3 separate regions of the Sus scrofa genome follow, and regions 1 and 3 are each linked to region 2. The links are chromatin contacts, called in public Hi-C maps. All regions are on one chromosome and are shown on one strand. Each heading gives the region's core, a stretch centred on a gene start, on an enhancer-like site or on the middle of the called end of the contact. The rest is flanking DNA. Distances are from core to core; before and after follow the strand shown.

What was found. A called contact is a pair of places that touch in the nucleus more often than the background predicts.
Region 1: a Hi-C map of skeletal muscle shows a contact between it and region 2, with 3 times the contacts expected there. The contact joins the promoter of KYAT1 here to the promoter of ZER1 in region 2. A contact is called at or near these places in 2 of 5 promoter capture datasets (fetal liver and liver), 5 of 47 Hi-C or Micro-C datasets (heart right ventricle, liver and skeletal muscle) and 2 of 2 datasets of contacts at active chromatin or transcription factors (alveolar macrophages and skeletal muscle).
Region 3: a contact with region 2 is called in a Hi-C map of liver, with 2.9 times the contacts expected there. The contact joins the promoter of WDR34 here to the promoter of ZER1 in region 2. A contact is called at or near these places in 2 of 5 promoter capture datasets (fetal liver and liver), 13 of 47 Hi-C or Micro-C datasets (alveolar macrophages, blood, embryonic fibroblasts and 6 more) and 2 of 2 datasets of contacts at active chromatin or transcription factors (alveolar macrophages and skeletal muscle).

The regions. Positions count from the first base shown.
Region 1 is chr1:269,206,856-269,211,610 of Sscrofa11.1, reverse strand. It overlaps KYAT1 (kynurenine--oxoglutarate transaminase 1), which reads left to right and starts at 2,058. Exons shown (of 13, transcript XR_002337758.1): 1 at 2,058-2,189. LRRC8A (volume-regulated anion channel subunit LRRC8A) reads right to left here and starts at 1,951. Exons shown (of 4, transcript XM_001928850.6): 1 at 1,838-1,951.
Region 2 is chr1:269,119,252-269,123,900 of Sscrofa11.1, reverse strand. It overlaps ZER1 (zyg-11 related cell cycle regulator), which reads left to right and starts at 2,022. Exons shown (of 16, transcript NM_001244486.1): 1 at 2,022-2,143.
Region 3 is chr1:269,028,738-269,032,973 of Sscrofa11.1, reverse strand. It overlaps WDR34 (WD repeat-containing protein 34), which reads left to right and starts at 1,996. Exons shown (of 9, transcript XM_005660487.3): 1 at 1,996-2,650. The coding sequence starts at 2,465.

The sequences.
Region 1 (4,755 bases), core at 809-3,308, 88 kb before region 2:
GCCCTTACCAAAGGATGGCTGAGGGAATGAATGAATGAGTCAAGGGACAGAACGATGCTGTGCTGGGCTTTAGGGCCCCACCTCCAATCTAGCTGACGCCCCACGAGGTCTCAGACCATCAGCCTGGAAAAATCCATCACCTCCACTCTCGGGAGAGGGCGTCAGGAACCAGGCTGATTCTTTTCCTCCACCTCCTAGAGGCGAGGTCCAGACCAAGCCAGGCAGCAACCCAAGGTCCGGCCGAGTTCTGACCTGAGTCCTGACCTACAGGGGCAGTCCACCCCACGCCCCACCCCCACCCCAGTCCAGAAAGGCCACTGAAAGTGTGCAGAGGAAACGGCTTCCTAGTAGGTGTGTCCCGGGGATGGAGCATCTGGGGGAAGTCATGAACATTTCTCGGGCCCTTGCTCTGTGGCCCACAGCCCCTGGAAGGCGAGGGGCATTCAAGCTAACCCCAAAGAATGGCTAAAACTGGGAGACAGGGAGGCAGCGGTCAGTATTCCTACCCCAGCACCTCTCCAAAAGCCAGTCCTCTGGCACCAGTCAGCTGTCCTTCCCTCCCCTTGTGAGCCAGAAGAAAACGTGACCTTCATGGAAGCAATGCCAGTGTGACTGGGCCACAGGCACTGCCCAGTTCCTCTGAACAAACTCCCACTGCCCCGTCCCTCCACAGGAAGGATCACAGCATCGGACCTCCTCCTCCTGCCTCCAGTCTGTCTGTCTGCCAGACGGTCTGCTCAGAGGGCAGGATACAGTTTGGCAGGGGTAAAAAGCACTCGTAATGGAAAAGGTGGGAGAGGCCTTTGGGAGCTTTTCAGCTGTCCCAGCCTTCCTCTGTAGTTGAGATCCAAATTCCCCTTCCCTCATCAAGCTCTCTCCCTCTTCATCCTCAAAAGGTTCCTGGGGGGTAGGGAAGCCTCCATCAAGGAGGAGTGTGGTCACCAAGGGCTGCCCCCCTCTCCAGCCAAATCTCCAGCAGGAGGAGGTTGCCAGACACCCCCCAACCACCACTCCTTCTTCCCAAAAAAGGCAGCAGTTGCATCAGCTAAGAACCAGCTCAATCTTGGTTCACTCCAGTCCAGACCAGGGGAAAGAAGCAGTCTACAAAAGGAGCAGAATCATCATGAACCTCAAATGCCGGCAGCTCAGCTCCTTCACCTTGGGAGCCAACTTTGCTGGACCTCCAGCCTGGACCTCATCAGACCTGGCTCTCCCGCCCATCTGGATGCACAGGACATCTGTAGGGTCCAGAGCCTCGGACCCTGGACCAGGTTTCCCAGGAATCTCAGTCCAGAGAGCCCCCAAGAACCTAGCCAGGGATCTGCCCCAGATCAGGGCACAGTTCCCGCCGGATCAAGGAGAGGGAGGGGTCCAGGAAAGAGGGGGGTGTCAGAAGCCCAGGAGAAGGGGCTTTTTTGAAAACGAAAAAAAAAAAAAAAACTACCAAGAAGAGATCCCAGAGGTGGAACCTCTAGGAAGGGGGTATGTGTGTGTGGAGGGGTGAGGATCTGGGGGAACCCAGGGGATGACAAGGGGACCTGGGGGAGCCGAGGCGGAAACTCCCGGTATGTAGAGCGCAAGGAGGCACTGGGGTGCCTGGGAGGGGGCTCGCGCGCCGCGGCACCGCGGAGAGGGTGGGGGCCCCAGCGACCCCGGGGATGGGGAACCCGGAGGAAGGCCGAACTGAGCTGCGGCAGGAGGCCTCCAGGGAGCCGGCCCCGGCGGGCAGAACCCGACCTGTCCAGGGCGCCCGGGGCCGGACAGCTGGCCGGGGACGTATAGGAGTGGATTTCGAGAGGTGACAGCTCGTGCCCCCTTCCCCTCCCCACTCTCTTACCTGAGCCCGCCGCGCCCGGCCGCCCAGCCGGCAGCTCCGAGCCCCCGCCTCGCCGTCCCGCCGCCGGCTGCAGCGCCCCTCCGGCGCCTCCTTTTGTTTGTCCCTCACTGCACCACTCAGCCTCCTCCGCCCCGGAAGTGACGTCACCGTCGGGCGCGAACGCGGCGGCCAGGGTGTTGCCATCTTTTTGAGGGGCGCAGTCTCCAAGCCTTCACCTCCTCCTCCTCTCCCTGCTGGCGCCATGTTGCTTTGGGGCGGAAGTAGCGGAGCCGGGGTTCGGCCCCCTTAAAGGGACAGGGACTGCTGTAACCTTGCCGGCTTGGGGACGAAGGGTGAAGCGGCCGAGGCGGGGGTGAGTAGCTGCTGCCTGAGCGTTGCTGCCCCGAAGTCAGGTGGCGTGGCGGGAGGGCCTGGTAACTGGTTCCGAGCTCGATTGTGCCAGACCCCTCGCTTCGTTTGCGCTGAAAGGTTGACCCAGCCGGGAGCCGTTGCGCGCGCTTCTCGCTGACCCGCACTCGGACACAGGGACCTTCCGGGCTGATCCTCTCTGCACCCCCATCCCCCACTCCCCCACCCCCAGCAGTCGGTGGGGAAGAGAGAACCCAATGCAACTGGACGAAATCTGAGCAGAGCCGGGTCTGGAACGGGGTGCCGGACTCCAGCTCTATGGATCCCGAGCCCTCGGAGTATCCAGATTGATAATAGTAACGGCAACCACGTTAAGACAGAATCCGTACATTGAAAGACAGTGCCTCCACTAAAAAGAAAAATGTTCAATACGCACTAATATGGGACGACTTCCAAGATAACTTAGATGGGAAAAGGAAGGAGCGAAAAGAACAGCGTTAATCATACTACCGATTGTTTTGAAAGAACGTGTTGTGGGGAGGGGTACGGGTGTCTGCGGGTGTGTGAACCAGCCGCCTTGTCAAATAAATGCGAGAGAAGTTGTTCACTGGGGTGGCCTCGAACAGGAGAACCGGGATCCTGGGGATCTGGACATGGGGGAAGAATTTACTACCGAGTGCACAGGTTGGTTAAAAATAAAGTGGGAAGATGAGAATAATGACCGGTTCTGGTTTATCTAGGGCTGACAGGTGCGTGCTTTCAGCTCTCCTGCTGGAAGGTCTTGTATTTCCCCATTACGGGAGGAACCAGGCTGAGAAATTAGGGACCTTAGTAATGTCGCATAGCCAGGAAATGAAAAAGCTGGAATTTGAGCCCTGGAGGAGTTTACACTAATGCCATCATTCTTGCTTATCCCCCTCTTGAGAAGCCTTTTTGTTTGTTTGTTTGTTTTTGTTTTGTTATCAACCACACAATTCACTTGGAACCTGACACACAGCAGAATCCAGTAACTGTTTATTGGCTGGAATGGTCAGGAGACAACCATAGTGTAGAATGAAGAGAAGCGCGCTTTGGAGCCCAGAACCCAATCTGGAGCCCAAGACTTGCTTCTTCCAGCCTTGAGACTCTGGACCAGGCACATACCTCCCAGAGCCTCCATGTCCCCTCCTGTAGAACTAACTACAATGACTGACGCTGAGTGCTCCCACCTGGCCTGCTTTACATGCCAATTAGCCCCATTTTACAGATCAGTAAGTGCAGAGAAGTGAAGAAAGTTGCCCACCACAACATTGTAAATCAACTATACTTCAATTTTTTTTAAAGTTGCCCAGGAGCTCTCTGGTGACACAGCAGGTTAAGGATCTGGTGTTATCATTCCTGTGGCTCTGGTTACTGCTGTGGCTTGGGTTTGATCCCTGGCCTGGGAACTTCTTTTTTTGCGGGGAGGGGGGAGCACTCTTGCAGCATATGGAGGTTCCCAGGCTAGGGGTTGAATCAGAGCTGCAGCTGCCAGCCTAACCACAGCCACAGCCATGCCAGATCCCAGCCACCTCTGCAACTTACGCCACAACTCACGGCCATGCCGGATCCTTAACCCACAGAGAGAGGCCAGCGATGGAACCCACCTCCTCATGGATACTAGTCACATTTTAACCCTCTGAGCCACAGCAGGAACTCCCTGGCCTGGGTACTTCTGCATGCTGGGTACTTCTGCATGTTATAAATAAATAACAGAGAGTTAGCAATGAGAAATCTTTCCCTCTGATGTCCCCCTCCCATTCCTTTGGCCCCTAGAGTGGCATCCAGCTTGCTGACGCAGACACTCTGCCCATGGAGCAAAGGTGTCAATATGGCAAAGTCCCAGGGTTATCAGATTGCCTGTGTGCTGGGACATCTAGCTGAGTGTGATCCCCCCATTTCTGTAGCCAGGAGGCCAAAGTCACTCCTGACCTAACAGACGTGGGGCCACATCCCACTCCCAGATGGCACTGCCAGCTTCCTGAAATATTTCCCAAATGCTCATCTCACTCCCTCATTCTTGTACCAGAGAGTGGTACAAGCTTTGGCTTCACAGCTGGGGGCCCTTCTCTGCTTTCCTAGGCCTTGGATTTTGGGGTAAGTCCTTTCCCCATCTGAGACTCAGTTCCTCCATCTGTAAAACTGACAGGACTCTCTCTCATCCTGGCATGAAACCTAGATGCATTCATTACTTTTTTCTGCCATGTGTAAAACTGCCCTACAGAGTGAGATTTTGATTTTGGAGCTTGATCCCATGCCAGGAGGAGGAAGGAGTGGGCTGCCTACTGGAATCTCATTTGAGATCCCTACCCACCAAACCTGTGCCCTGGGCTCCAGAAGCCATTTCTCCTTTGCCAGTTTGAAAGCCAAGAGGAACTATGTGTAAGTCAGTGAACTTGTTATAGTTCCTCAGACAGGCTGTCACCTCCCTTAGGGGAGAACCATTGACTGGACAAGTGTTGGGGCTTTTTGCCCAAGCTCTCAGCATGTGAAAGTTCCTGGTCCAGGGATCGAACCCACGCCACAGCAACAACCCAAGCCACTGCAGTGAC
Region 2 (4,649 bases), core at 773-3,272:
AGAGGAACTCCTCTTTTTTCTTTTCCTTTTTTTGTCCTCAGTATGAGGGAGTTCCCGGACTCCTGATGGGATTCGTTAACCACTGAGCCACGAGGGGAACTCAAGCCATAGCAGCAACAATGCCAGATCCTTAACCCCTAGGCCACCAGAGAACACCCTCAATAGACTTTTTTTTTTTTTTTTTGCATTTTTTGCTTTTTAGGGCCACACCTGTGGCATATGGAGGTGCCCAGGCTAGGGGTTGAATTGGAGCTGTAGCCCCAGCCTACATTCGTTAACCACTGAGCCACAAAGGGAACTCCTCCTCAATAGACTTTTTAAAGGATTCAAAATTGTGCGAACACACCTACATATGGTCCAAGACTAAAAGATACTATGCAGAAGGAAAACATCCACAAAATTAGTTTATGAGAATTGGGAAGAGGGTCCTCAAGAAAAGGTTCCTTAAGAAAGTAGACTCTAGGGAGTTCCCGCCTTGGAGCAACAGAAACGATTCCGACTAGGAACCATGAGGCTGCCCATCTGATCCCTGGCCTCGCTCAGTGGGTTAAAGGCTTCCACGTTGCCCTGAGCTGTGGTGTAGGTTGCAGATGTGGCTCAGATCTGGCGTTGCTGTGGCTCTGGCGTAGGCCAGCGGCTACAGCTCTGATTGGACCCCTAGCCTAGGAACGTCCATGTGCCGCAGGTGCGGCCCTAGAAAGAGACTAAAAGACAAAAAAAAGAAAAGAAAAAAAAAAAGAAAAGGAGACTCTAAACTGAGACTAGAAGCAGGAGGAGTGTATACTGGATACAGATGGGAGCAAGAAGAGTTTGGTACGGAAAAACTTACTTGAGTCTATGCGAGAGGAGGGGATCTTTATTATGTATTTATTTATTTTGTCTTTTTACCATTTCTCCGGCGGCTCCAACAGCATATGGAGGTTCCTAGGCTAGGGGTCCAATCGGAGCTGTAGCCGCTGGCCTACGCCACAGCCACAGCAACGCGGGATCCGAGCCACGTCTGTGACCTACACCACAGCTCACGGCAACGCCGGATCCTTAACCCACTGAGCAAGGCCAGGGATCGAACCTGCAACCTCATGGTTCCTGATCGGATTCGTTAATCACTGAGCCACAACGGGAACTCCGAGGGGATCTTTAAAAGAACCAAAAATGCTTCAAATTTTCTTAAATGGAGAACGAAAGCGGGGCGGGGAGCGAGGGGGAGAGGGACAAGAGGCTGGAGAGAGAGAGACGGGGACAGATTATCCTTGACGTCTACCTTGAGGGTGGAAGGCAGGGCAGGGCTCAGACCAGACTTATTCGTTTTGGAAAACTCACTCTGGAACTGTGGAGAGAATGAGAAGAAGGAGCAGGGAGTTCCGTTAGGGGGCTGTTGCAGAAATCCCGAGAAGAAATGGTGGGGGACAGAGCCGGGCACTACCGGAGGAGGAGGGGAGGGGCTGGTTTGAGACCCTTAGGACCAGACGCATGGATGAGGCGCTAAGGAAAACCAAGCGGCCAAGGCCAACTCCCTGTTTCCCAGGCGACAGCCGAGCTGCCGGGGCTGGAGAAGTAGCAGCGCGGAGGGGTAAGATGGTGTCCGCTTTTGGACGCGTGGGTGTGAGCTACCTGCGGAGAAGCCAGGGGTAGATGTTCAACAGGGCGCGGGAGGCAGGGGCTTGGCTCGGAGGCACGTCCGTGCTGACGAGGAAGGTGGAGTCAGTCCGCCCCTAACCGTTCCCTGGGATCTGGGGAACCGCAGGCCGGAGCAGGCCCGGAAGCCGGTGTCACCGAGAGGCTCCCACCCCGTCCCCGGAGCCCAGCGAGAGCCCGTGAGGAGCGCGATCAGGACCGGAACGGAGACCAGATGCTCCCCGCTCCATCCGCAAACCCGGCGGGATCGGAGTCGTCCGGGATTGGAGCCGCCGCGGAGCCCCGGAACCTTCGGCCGCTGTCGCCCCGGTTCGCCGCGGAACCGGTCGGGGGAACCCATTCGCGGTTGCTAAGGGGCGGCCCCGGAAGTGACGCGCCCCGGGTTTGTTGACAGCGGAGGCGGCGGCGGCTGCAGGCTCCGAGCCGTAGGAGCCGGATCGGGGGAGGGGCCGGGCCCGGGAGCCAGCACCCGCCGGCCCTCAGCCCCGCCCGCAGCCCTAAGGGCAAGGTAACGGCCACGGGGTCTCCCCTCCCCGGCGCGACCCCCTCCCGCCCGGGGCTCCCATCCCTGGGATCCCCAGCTCCGCCCCGCAGACCCCCTTCTTCCCCAAACCCTGGCCCTAGCCTGTCGAGATCCCCTGCTTCCCCCGGAGCTCTGGCTCGGAATTCTCCCGGGCCGCATCCTCTGCGCCTCCTTGTCGAGGAAGCATCTCGTCCACTCCCGGGGCCAAGGGATGTATCTGCGTCCTCTCTCTTTTCCCCTCCTGCCTCCGGTGCCTCACCATCGCCACTGCCACCACTTGCAAAGGTCCATCTCGGCGAATGGTGGGAGGGTTCCCTTCTTAACCCCTGCTGCCCCGTCAGAGAAACATGCCATTAAAACTAAACTCCATTCCTCCAGAAAGAAAATGACGCCCTGTCGCTTAGCCCCTACAAAATGGGGGATAAATGCAAGGCTAAAGAGGCTAGCTTCTGCCCCTCCTACCTGTTGGATGAGCTGAAGTTCCCCCAAAGCAGTGCCTGAAAGCTCAGGGACCGCTTGGATTCTAGATAAGCTCCCCAAAGGGATGACAGAGTGTGGGGGGATGCACAGGGTGGGAAAGGGATGGGGTGGGGTTGCAAACCTGAGGGCCAGAGGAGCCTGATAGGTGAGTTGAAAGTGAAACCGACTGTGCTGGCTACTAAAGTTCTGTGGGTGGAACTTGGCTTGGCTGTTTGGCCCAAGCAGTTCAAGATTTCCAGGCTTTGTGCCTGTCAGTGCGTTTGATTTTTACATCGGGGAAGATGCCTGATGCCTCCACAGAAAAATCACCCCATATGAACAAGGGTCACAGGAGGCTATACTTAGAGCAGGAGGTGGTTGCCAGTGGTGAGGGGGTCTCTGTGTTTCAGGTCACTAATTGATTCAGCAAATCATAAATGTATGTAAGGTGACAACAATGTAAGGTAGAGGAAAACAAAGCAGGAAGAGCCATGCAAAGGCTGGGCTTGCCCTATTTTTAGAGGGAGATCAGAGAAGATCTCTAATGTGATATTTGAGCAGAGACCTGAACAGAGTGAGGGAGCAAGCCACATAGCTCTCTGGAAGCTGAGCAAGTGCAAAGGTCCTGAGGTAGAATACCTGATGATTTAAAGAAACAGCCAGATAATGGAGTTCCCATCGTGGCTCAGTGGAAACAAATCTGACTAGTATCCATGAGATGCAGGTTCAATGCGTGGCCTCACTTAGTGGGTTAAGGATCCAGCATTGCCCTGAGCTGTGGTGTAGGTCACAGACGAAGCTCTGATCTGGTGTTGCTGTGGCTGTGGCTGTGGTGTAGGCCAGTGGCTACAGCTCCAATTCGACTCCTAGCCTGGGAACCTCTGTATGCTGTGGGTGCAGCCCTAAAAGGACAAAAAGAGAAAAAAGAAAAGAAAAGGAAAAAGAAACAACCAGACAGAGTTCTCGTTGTGGCTTAGTGGTAATGAACCCAATTAGTATACATGAGCATGCTGGTTCAATCTCTGGCCTCTCTCAGTGGGTTAAGATTCTGGCGTTGCTGTGAGCTGTGGTGTATGTCACAGATGAGGCTTGGATCCCGAGTTGCTGTGGCTGTGGTATAGACTGGCAGCTGTAGCTCCAGTTTGACTCCTAGTCTGGGAACCTCCATATGCCGCAGCCAAAAAAAAAAAATTAAGAAACAGCCAGAGGGAGTGTCTGTCATGGCTCAGTGGTGAACGAACCTGACTAGTGTCCATGAGGACTCGGGTTCAATCCCTGGCCTCACTCAGTGGGTTGAGGATCTGGCGCTGCCGTAATCTGTGGTGTGGGTCGAAGACGTGGCTCGGATCCCTCGTTGCTATGGCTCTGGCATAGGCCGGCAGCTGTAGCTCTGATTCCGCCCCTAGCCTGGCAACCTCCATATGCCGCCAGTGCTGCCCTAAAACACAAAAAGACAAAAAAAAAAAAAAAAAAAAGAGAGAGAGAAAGAAAGAAACAGCCAGAGGACCATAGGGCTGGAGCCGAGTGAAGGAGGGGAAGAGTGGTTGACAAAGACAGAGAAGAGCAAGAGTTCCAGTCGTGGTGCAGTGGGTTAACAAATCTGACGAGGAGCCATGAGGTTGCGGGTTCGATCCCTGCCCCTGCTCAGTGGGTTAACAAATCTGACGAGGAGCCATGAGGTTGCGGGTTCGATCCCTGCCCCTGCTCAGTGGGTTAACTGTAAGCGTTGCCATGCGCTGTGGTGTAGGTTGCAGACACGGCTCAGATCCCACATTGACTGTGGCTCTGGCGTAGGCCGGGGGCTGCAGCTCCAATTAGACCCCTAGCCTGGGAATCTCCATATGCCGCAGGAGCTGCCCTAGAAAAGGCAAAAAAAAAAAAAAAAGACAGAGAAGAGCAGGGGCCAGATGATGGTGCGGAGGATGTCAGAGACTGTTCATGTGATTCAGGGTCCCAGGGTGTCTAAGGGGACACCCTTTCAAAACTGTACTAACTCGAAGTGTCTGGGGTTAGAAAAAATATAGGTTTGTTC
Region 3 (4,236 bases), core at 747-3,246, 91 kb after region 2:
CCTCCTTTCTAATCACAAATAAACCACAATAAGACTTGAACCCTACAAAGAGAGAAAAATAAAAACCTAAATTACCCAGGAGCAGCTGTTATCCATATTTGGATCCATGCCTCTGGGTTTTGTTAGAAATATATATTGTGGAGTACCACGGTGGCCTAGCAGGTTAAAGATCCAGCGTTGTCACTGCTGTGGTGGGGTTTGATCCGTGGCCCTGGGAACTTTTGCTTACATGCCACAGGCCCAGCCAAAAAATAAAAATAAAAAAGGAAAAAGATACATATATTGTTATAAAAATAGGATAAGATGCAATGTACATAAATTGGATTTTATAAAAGCTTTACTATGCTGCAAACATTTTGCCACATTTAAAGAGCAGTGTAACAACACTCTTAATGGCCACCTGAGATTCTAATACCATGTATTAGAAAAACTCAACCAAAGGCTCAGTGTCCATTCTTTCTCAAATATTTAGTGAACACCTGTTGTGTGCCATGACTTTGCTTAGAAATTTAGGCTGACTGCAGAATCTTGCTGTTATCATAGTAATACTACTGTAAATGAATAATTGCTGAATATCCTTGGGTCTCAATGTCTGTGCAAATCTGTAATTGTTTTTATTTTATTATTACTATTATTATTTTTTGTCTTTTTGCCTTTTCTAGGGCTGTTCCTGTGGCACATGGAGGTTCCCAGGCTAGGGGTCTAATTGGAGCTGTAGCCACTGGCCTACACCAGAGCCACAGCAACGCCGGATCTGAGCCGTGTCTGCAACCCACACCACAGCTAATGATAACACCAGATCCTTCACCCACTGAGCAAGGCCAGGGCTCGAACCCACAACCTCATGGTTCCTAGTTGGATTCATTAACCACTGTGCCATGATGGGAACTCCTGAAGCTGTTATTGTTGATTCAGGAAAAATTCCCAGAAGTAAGATTTCTAGATTAAAGAGGAGGCTCACTTTAATGTCAAATTACAGTCCAGTTTGTTAGATTTTGCCTATTTTCACTCATACTTACTTCCTGTGTTGAGCTTCCTAATAATATCCATTACTTTCTCTACTTCCTCCTAAACCCTCTGCAGGCTGGCTTTTGTTCCCACAACTCTACTGAAATTGTTTGGGGCACTGAATACCTGGGACTATCCTTCTCTTCTTGAAATATTCTCCTTCCTTTATCAGGTAAAGCAGGTCCTACTGGCCTTAGCCTTTTGCAGTCTCATTTTATGTCTAGGAAACCAAGGCCCAAAGAGGTACCAAGTCTATTAAAGGGACAAAGCACTGGTCAGGCTTCAAATCCAGGCATTCTGACTCCTACAGCCTTGAACTTCTTTTCTGAGTATGATTTTTGGAATTCTTGGTGGTGTTTGCAAATTTTTCTGTTAAGAGGGCCTCACAAGGAGAATTCTATCTGGTTCCATTTTATTTTTAGGAAGAAATTCCTGTTGCGTTCCATGCCTCCTCTCCCACTGCCCCCCCATCCCTAATCTAATCAGTCCTCAAGGCCTTGGCTGGAAAAAGGTCCTGATGAGAACTCAGTGCTGAAGTGGTGCAGAGGGGCCTCTGATTGGGCAGATTTACAACCCTCTGAGAGTTTAGGGATAGGAGGAAAGTGGCCCAGAGGACCTGGCCGGAGGACTCTTGCTAGGAGTCTCAGAATAGGGCCTTGGGCCAAGCAGCTGCCCCCGAGATCTTGGGCAAATACGATGTAGCTGATCTGGAGCAGTTACTTTTCTGACCATCAACCACCCTCATGGGACATGTAACAGCTGATTCTTCATAGAGTTAGTTTGAGGAGTTATTAGGATCAACATACAGAAAACTGTGGACTCGACCTGCTACATGATAAACACTCAATAATGGGGTAGTTGTTCGGGTCTTTAATTTTGGCTTAAGCATTTTTCTATATCCGACCTCATCTGGGCCTTTCAACTACGCAACCACACTCTGGATCTACATGTGGACATTTAAAATCGCCATTTTATTGAGGCAGAAAATGGTAAGAGGGAGACCACTTGGCTTTGAGGTGGCCGCCAACTGGAGCCATGGGGTCGTAGGGCTCTGCTGGAGCATCCGGCTGCACTGCCAGCACTGCACCTCTAAGTCCGCAACTCTCCAGCCCGCCGCGGCCGCAGACTCCCGCCCTCGTCTCTGCGCCTGGCCGCCCAGCGCCATCTTTGAAGCTGGCACTTGCGCCCTGCATCCGCACTTCCCGTCCCCCTTCTCCAGAGCAGCTGCGCATGCCCTAAGCGTGCTCCCTCTGGAGTTGGAGAATGCAAAAGTAGTACTGCTTGTCGCATCGTCGGAAAAGAGTCATTTATCTTTTCTTCTCGGGTCTTGGAAGGAGGCGCTCTGACAAATTCAAAAATGGCGCCGATAGCCTCATCTCCTCAGTCTTCCGCTCTGGAGGCGCAGGGACGAAGGTCGCGGCGGAGTGCGCCGGCGTAAGGAGGCGGGGCCGTCTCCATGGCAACCTGCGCGCTGAGAGGGCAACTCTTCCCGGCGGGAAGGGCGGGTGCTGAGGCGCTGGCGACCCGCGGGATTGCGAGTCCCGAGGGGCCCGAGCGGCCCGGGCCGCTGCAGGACGAGACCCTGGGCGTAGCGTCGGTGCCTTCGCAGTGGAGGACCGTCCAGGGCATCCGCGGGGAGACGGTGAGGGCGCGGGCTCCGCTCGGGGGGACGCGGGCGGGAGGGTGAGGGATGGCGCGCGGCCACCAGGCCAGGTTCTCGGGTCCCACCGTTTAATTTTTACATTTTAATGCACAGAAACTAACTCTTGGGATGCTCTGTCCCAATTTCCCCAGTCTTTGACTACCAACAGAAAGGGTTTTTCTTTAAAAACCTCTAAAGACCCCACTTTGTGGAGGTCTTTGTGTGAACTGCAGTTTTTAGGCATTTCAGACTGACTTTCACTTAGTAAAATGCCCGAGCTGCATCTTAAGGTCGAGATACGCCGGCTTTCGAGTACGTAGTTGGACCCAAAGCACACAGACGAGATTGTCTGAGATGAGGGCAGGGCTTCTGAGGGGTCTGGGTGTAGGTTTTGTAGGTGTGGAGAGACTTGTTCTGGCGCTGATGATTCATCAGTCGACAGTGCTGGAGCTCCGTCCTGGAGCCGTAGTTTTGCAGGGGACAGAAAATAAACAATGTCCGTTATAAATAAATTGCAGCGTGTGTTAGAGGCAGTAGTGCCATGGACAAAGGGAAAAGGGTGCGGGATTAGAAAGACCGGGTTGGGGATTTGAGGGTGGGCTGCAGGGCGGGCCTCCCTGAGAGGGTGATGTTTCAACAACAATTTGGAGGAGCGAGAGATTTAGCCAAGTGGATACCTGAGTTAGAACCCTCCAGGCAGAGCCAACTTCAGGTGCAAAGGCCCTGGGGTTGGAGCACATCTGATGCGTGAGGAGGCGGATGGGGCTGGAGAGGAAGGAGAATGGCCCCAGGTGAGGTCAGAGAGGGTAAGGAGAGGCAGGTCAGGTGTAGGACCTTGCAGATCATTGTAAGGATGTTGGCTTTTCCTCAGTAAAAATGAGCGTTACAGGGGGGCTGCATATTTCCCAGAAGAGGAAACAGGGTTCACTTGCCACACAGGTGTTTGAACCTGCAGAGCCTACATCCTCAGCAACGCCAGTGACATTTCCACGAAGTCTACTCTCTTTTTTCTTTTTTTTTTCATGGCTGAACCCATGGCATAAGGAAGTTCCCTCATCAGGGATTGAATCTGAGCGGCAGCTGCAGCATCACTAGATCCTTTAACCCCCTCGAAGCAATTGGAGCTGCTGCATTCAGATTGTGTTTTAGGGCTGCACCTGTGGCAGATGGAAGTTGCTAGGCTAGGGATCGAATAGGAGCTGCAGCTGCTGGCCTACACCACAGCCGCAGCAACTCGGGATCAGAGCCGCGTCTGTGACCTACACCACAGCTCACGGCAATACCGGGTCCTTAACCCACTGAGCAAGGCCATCGATTGAACCCTCGTCCTCATGGTTACTAGTGGAGTGGGTTCGTTACTACTGAGCCATGAAGAGAACTCCCTGCAGTTGGAACCTTAGTGCACTGTGCTACTGTGGGAACTCCTGAAGTCCTACTCTTGAGGATTTGCCTCAAGCCAACATTTCGCAGTTCTCAAACCAGATTTGATCTAGCTTCAGAGTACTTCCCACGTTACTCTGCTGCATAGGAATGGTTCTGGTTAAAAGCATAAGGAGTGGGAATTCCTGTCGTTGCTGGGTGGTTAA